Regions from separate parts of the Bicyclus anynana genome. Here region 2 is linked to region 1. Evidence: chromatin contacts called from public Hi-C data. All regions are on one chromosome and are shown on one strand. Each heading gives the region's core, a stretch centred on a gene start, on an enhancer-like site or on the middle of the called end of the contact. The rest is flanking DNA. Distances are from core to core; before and after follow the strand shown. Region 1 has its middle 31 kb from the start of LOC112054720. Region 2 holds the start of LOC112053460 (transcription factor Sp9).

Region 1 (3,272 bases), core at 600-3,099:
CGCCAGATGGCGCTGCGCGTAACCGCAAACTCCGGTGACGAACGCTTGTACTTCCATATGCCATCTACGAGTACATTGACGTAATAACTGCAGGCGAACTATTTTAGTTGGACAAAGCTCTTTTGCGAACAAGGCAAAGCTGGCAAAGCTTATAAATTAAAGTTTGTAGATTCTTCGTTGGTCCTCAAGGGTTAAAATGATCGATTACCGATCCTAACGTACCTTACTTACTCAGTTTGGTTTCGATGTATTTTTATTTATTTATAAATATCTAAATTATTATGTCTAAAGGTGACTGACTGACATAGTGATCTATGAACGCACAGCCCAAACCATTGGACGGATCGAGCTGAAATTTGGCATTGCATCTATTCAATTTCCCCAATGGGATAAAATAGGGGATGAAAGTTTGTATGAGACTTTGTCACTACTGAAGCGATTTGGCTGAAATTTTTGAAATTGAAATGGATATAGATTTTACTCTGGATTCTTATTACACACATAGGCTACTTTTCATCATGGTTCCCATGGGATTTGTAAGAAACCGAATTACACGCGGACGGAGTCGCGAGCGTCCGCTATTATCACATATAAAAAAAGTAATTATTAATAGTAATGACATCATATTAATTACTAGCGGACACTTCGTCCATATGAAATCGTTTTCACAGCTGAAAATAACCAAGTAGGTATGTAGGTACGTATCTATAATCCTTCTCCATCCTCAGAATGTATTTATTAATACCTAATAATCCATACAACTTCCAGACAACCATTAATATACCTACCTACGAGTTTATGAACCTATCATGCGTTTATAACTCTGTTTATCCTAGCTTGGTCCCACAGGGAGGCGCAAAATTCATGATAGGTAGGTATGCACCTAAATTTGAAAACGAGAATGCGGAACTATTTAGATAAATGAATCTAGATAGGTAGGTACTTCACCAAAATCACGCAGTGAAATGTGAATAAAACTGAATAACTGTGGTTATTCCCTCAGGCTGGAAGACAGTTTAGAAATTGCAATATCGTAAAATACATCCGCCGCAAAAATAGCTCTCGCAAATATAGCCACTAAATATTTTAGTCACGAATGTGGCAAAAAGCGAATTACGCATAATGAAGACATTTTAATACCGCACTTAGAAATCGCTGTTCAGTGACCTTTTACCGCAAAAGCTTTTAGAGTCAAATAAATGGAAATTAAAAGATTTTGCTTTTCTTTTTATAAATAATTTGACACCGATTACAAACAGTTATCTATTAATTGAATTATTGAACTAGGAGACACTACGCGGATTCACCCAGGTATGTGTGTTCCCGTGGAAATACGGGGAGAAAATATACCTATAGCTTAGGTATGTTGCATCAGTGAAGATGTAGCTACCCCATGGTGAAAGAATTTTTTAAAATCCTTCGAGTTTTAGTTTTTGAAAATCAAATCCTTAGGTATAGATTTAGGTATCTTTACATATCTCCTTCCAGAAGATGTACCTACGCCTAATATCAAGATATAATCTTCGTGGTCGAAAGGAGTTTTTGTGTATCGAAAGGATTAGTATTACTTTTAACGATTATTCAATATTAAAGTTTTGCAATGGTATAGAATGGTAAAAATATTCTTGCGAAAATATATTTCAATTATAATTTCGCAAAAATATTTTTCAAAATAATAAAATATCTTCAACAATAGACAAATACGTCTACGAGCTAATGTGACAAAATTACCCTCATTATTGATGGGAACACGAGAATAATGCTTTGTCAGTCACCGGCAACAGCTGGTGACAAACAACTCGACCGCCGCTCTGCCTATTCTCTATGCCTTTTTGACTTTGATTTATGTTTTTTTTATACCCCATTCACCCGTCACGGCTACTATGGATATTGTATTTCATTGCAACGATACAGGACAATCGCATTTTATTTAATTAAAACCTTATAACTGCGTATTAAAGTTCATTTTCGTGTGTATTTTTTGGTCACAATCGTATCGAAAAACGAAGTTAGCGTTAGCAACTACGCTCGTAGTATCGCTACATCATCAGTTAATAGAAGGGGACGCGGTTGTTATTTCATTTTCACAGCAATTTATTTTTGTATAGGCACAATAATGTCATTGTGCAGTTCGATTTTAAAGCAAATATCTATAAGTTTTGAGGGAGTGCCGGGCTACGGTTCACACCCTCTTTAACTGGTACAATTAAACAACGAAAAACAAATAGCTTACCCAAGGGAGAAAACTGCAAATATGCTATCTTTACCCAGTAAATCCTTATCGTTTCTAGCTTAACTATATATAACTCTACTGATAAAATCCTTAAAAACATTGGTATACAGGTAACAAAATCCCCATCCAAATGGGACCAGTAACTTTCGGGATCATCGTGAAGAAACAAGTATATAGATAAATACTGGTGCATGCATATAAACAGGTCGAGTAGGTACCTTCTATAGCAAAATAGCTTAAAAAGCTAAAAACCTTTGCCTCCGAACCATGTACCAACCATATTAGGTAGAGAGTTTATAATATAACTAGAGGATGCCCGCGACTTCATCGGCATGGAATTCAGTTTTCCACAAACCCCAGGGGAATCCTAAATTTTTCCGGAATGAAAAGTAGTATAAATATGTTAATCCAAATCTTCGAAGCGGATTTGTTGCGACGTCCTACGAGGTTTCTCCAGCCACAAAAGGAAACTGAAAAATGGATACTGACAGCAATAGTACGTTTTCTTCTACGCTAACTATATCCATACATTAATCCTTCAAATCATATTATAGAATTCATGTTTTAACGCCTCCAAGAAGTACTATATACTCGTTATATAAACTCGACTTATCTGATACAGGTATATAAAATGGTATTTTTGTAATTCAAATCCAAAATAAGTCTAAATCATCTTAGGGTGAGAGTCAGGAGATCCACGTTTATTTGGCATCAATGGATCACTGATAAATAAGCACCTACCTACCTAATACTAATACAAGTCAATGCGTTGCGAAAAATCTCGATCTTCGATTGCTGCGGCAGTGCGCGGTGTAGTGTAATTTGCACGCAGCATACATAATAAGCTTCGAACAATCTAAATAAAATTAAAAATTTATATTAAACAGATTTTTTGTTGGTAAATAATAAACAGAAAACCCTCAGGTAAACATGAATAACATGCGTCCTATACAAATATTCGTTTTGTTGATTTTTCACTCCAGTCATATTTGAACTAAACATTATCTTTTCACTGATTTCACAAACATTATCTTTTCAC
Region 2 (3,675 bases), core at 1,020-3,519, 130 kb before region 1:
TAAATTTAAAAATTAAATTATATTTTATTTAAGTCTTATTAGGAAATAAGACTTTATTATTTGCCCAATGCGGTCGAAAGTTTCAAAAGAAAATAATCAACTTTTTGTGTATACATCAACCAAAGTCTGAATTTAAAACTATAAATATGTTAGATTACTCTTGTTAAATTAATATTTATTACAAAACTCGTGATAATCTATAAAGAGGTAAAATTATTTATTTGTTTGTTTGTTGGCCCGAAGCATAAGCCAAGTGAAGCTAAGCCGTTTTAAAATTATTTCACCAAAAGAAAGTTACTTTATCAGCGAGTAACAGGCCGTAATAATTTTACTGAATGGGAATGTAGAGTAGTCCACACTGTCCAACGGGATTTGTTAGTAATTTATAAAAACCACGTAAAATCCGCTGTCTACAACTTCAAGTTGCTACGAAGCGCTACGAAAACCGTAGCAAACATGCTCGATTCGTGTAAGTTTCTTTAATTTCTGTAGAGAGTATTATTTATTATTATTATTATATTATCCATAAACGTTTCTACTTTTTATACAATCAATACTCAAAACATATAAATAAAATTGAGGTGTCTGTCTGCCACAACAGTGTTTTCACATATCCTTATAATCATTTACACGATACTAGAACACAATCATCATGGCATTTTAACACAAAAACCAAAAATAGACAGAGCTAGAATATAAAGCCTATTGAACCGGTGATCTACGTACCTACCTAGAGTACGTCGTCATCTAATTCATCATCATCATCTGCGATTGTAGGCAAGCACTACCTTCATTAATGCCCGAGAAGCATAATGTGTCTTAGACCGTTCGATTCCCACATGTGTAAAATATTCATATTCATTCATGTTTTCATGATTTATATGATTGATTGATGACATGATGTAATGCATATTATGTACAAATATTCATCTACCTATAAGACAAGCTAGACTCACCTACTTTGAGCGATGTGTGTATAATTGACCTATTAATTAATTTTTTTTGTCGGTCCATGTACTAAGAAAATGAAATGGCTCAAAGTCATACAGCGGGCGGTGAAACAAGCTATGCTATTTCTGCGTGATCGAATCAGAAATGAGGAGATCCGTAGAAGAACCAAAGTCACCGACATAGCTCAACGAGTCGCGAAGCTGAAGTAGCAATGGATGGGGCACATAGTTCGAAGAGCCGATGGACGTTGGAGTCCCAATGTGCTGGAATGGGTCCCAAGGTGCTGGTATGGCGATCACGTCCAAGCGCAGTGTTGGTCGACCAGGTGGGCTGACGGCATCAAGCGAGTGGCTGAAAGCAGGCGGTTCAGGATTGTGATGTTTTGAAGTTCCTACAAAAGGCCTACGTCCTGCAGTAGACGTCCATTAGCTGATAAGATGATGATGATGATTTATTTATTTAATGAATAAACGTCGAAACGGTAATCGTAGCACATTTTTGGAAAGAAATTATTTGCCACGTTTTAAATCTCGCTGTGCATTAAAAATGTTAGTTGTTAGTATCATTTTAAATATAATTATCAGCCCATCTCTCTTCTAAAGGAACGAGGAATTTTGCGGTTTGGCCCACAACGCCACTCCGAGCTGGAGGACAATGCAGGTAGGTACCTAATGTAATAGGATCACAAATTATAGATAATTTTAATTAAATAGCTAATTTGCTATTTAATTATGCAGGATATATACATGTAGGTGGCAAATTTGCCGAGACTTAAGTTCAATTTGTTTAAAGATAGGTAGGTATACCTAGTAGATACGATGTTGTTGTTCTTATAAGTGATAACGACAAAGATCCATGGTAATAATCAGCTCTGCTTTCTTCTGCGCACAAGGCAGGATAATATACCTAAACTGTAGGTGAGTACATTATAAATAAATCCGAGTGTCTTGTCGGTTTTATAATAGAGTCTGCTCTTCAAACCGATGGTAGAGTCTATACTCACTGCCAGACTTGTCTTTTCATAAGTGCTTGAATAATATCTACCTACTTAAAATAAATTAATTTGAATCTATAATCCAAACATTTCGCTCGCTGATGCACGTGGGAGTTCCGGCCGCTCGTCACAAGATGTCGCTAGGCGTCGCGCGGCGCGGCGAGCGTCGGCACTGGCAGCGCGGCCAAGGCGTAATTGCAGATAGCTATTATCTGGGCGGCGCTCGGCGCGCATGGCGGCCGCGGTGCGAGCGGGATGCACTCGATAATACGTAAAACAAAACGAGGGAGTAATGATGGTAAAAAACGAGCACGCAAATTATAGTGAGAAATGAGGCAGCCGGTAGCGGTGGGGGCTCTGGGACGGTGGGGGCCGGCGCGCGGCAGTCGCGATCGCTCGGCGCTTGCAGACCGCCCGCGCCGCCTGCGCCGCGAGTGAGTGAGTGAGTGAGTGACATGCGCCTGCTCGCCGGACAGCCATGAGCGGCAAGGGCTCCTCCTCACCGGACCTGCTCATGAACGTGAGTCCGGCGCACACCACATGCTGATCACTAACTCACCAATACAACCCTTAGACCTGAATATCTCTATCTTAAGGACTTAACACCGTGACCGATCACCTGCTGGATTATTGTTAGACTCACTCATAACACTGTCTTTATGAGTAATTGGAGAGAAATTAGACTAAGTAATATTCAAAAATATAGCTAATTTTATTTAAACGGTGGTTAGTAACGGTGGTTAGTAACGCTGAGGATCAGCGTTACTAACCACCCTAAACAACAACACAATCTCAGTCTTTCAGATTACGTACAAAAGTAGAGTTTTCTAAAGATATCTTTCACTGAAGATTCCTTAGATACAGAAGATGAGACATTGCTTAAATAGCTTCTCGATACACTAATACTATAAACTCCTTAGGCGTTTTGATTTCACGGTATATTGACTTTAATTTTTGGATGAAATCTCAGTCAAAATAGACGAGTTTATAAAACTGGCTGTTAGTCACAGGACCCGAGGGTGTTGTCGATTTAGCACGCACCATAAGCGGAACCGGGCCGTCCCTCGAGCCTCAACCTCTATTACTATTCATGGACCCTCCCGGGTCGAGTGGCCCCAGAGGAGCCATCGCGCGGAATTTGAACCCAACTATTTGGAAGATTTCTTCATGGCCTCTGCGTTCAATTTTATGGAATAAACATAGGCGCGAATTAATGGGTTAAACAATTGGTTAATTTACTAAAAATGAGTAGACAAAAATATAGACATAATGGCTAACATTTTCTCAGACTTTTCAAACTAAATCTGTCGAGATTAAGAAAGTCAAATATGGATAAAAAATCATATGCATTTTATTTATTAAATCTAGGTACTCCATTATCAAAAAAAGTTCCGTAGATCATATTATTTTACTAATATGATCTACGGAACTTTTTTTGATAATGGAGTAGATTTAATAAATAAAATGCATATTATTTTTTTTTGTCTTTAGAGTCTCTAATTCTAATAAACATCTGAAATGTCTCAAGATCCACTCAGGTAGATTTATTGTAACGACCATCCCATTAACATTTCCCGTGAAATCGAGAAACGAGAAAACGACGTGGAACCGCCATTTATTTATGTATAAAGCAATATTTGTGACGCAAATGTTATTGTTATTACCTAAGAATTGCCCATTAAAGTTAGCTCCAAACATTACCGACACCTCGTAAAAACTACCGAAATGTT

What was found. A called contact is a pair of places that touch in the nucleus more often than the background predicts.
Region 2: a contact with region 1 is called in a Hi-C map of whole body, with 5 times the contacts expected there. The contact joins the promoter of LOC112053460 here to the enhancer-like site in region 1. A contact is called at or near these places in 2 of 2 Hi-C or Micro-C datasets (whole body and whole larva).

What each region holds. Positions count from the first base shown.
Region 1 is chr5:7,201,763-7,205,034 of ilBicAnyn1.1, reverse strand. No RefSeq gene overlaps it. Among protein-coding and RNA genes, the nearest start is that of LOC112054720, 31 kb to the right of the region's middle. Within about 2 kb of position 1,849, at least 1 of the 8 cell types and tissues checked has open chromatin away from gene starts, as enhancers often do.
Region 2 is chr5:7,330,925-7,334,599 of ilBicAnyn1.1, reverse strand. LOC112053460 (transcription factor Sp9) reads left to right here and starts at 2,269. Exons shown (of 3, transcript XM_052881641.1): 1 at 2,269-2,465. The coding sequence starts at 2,424.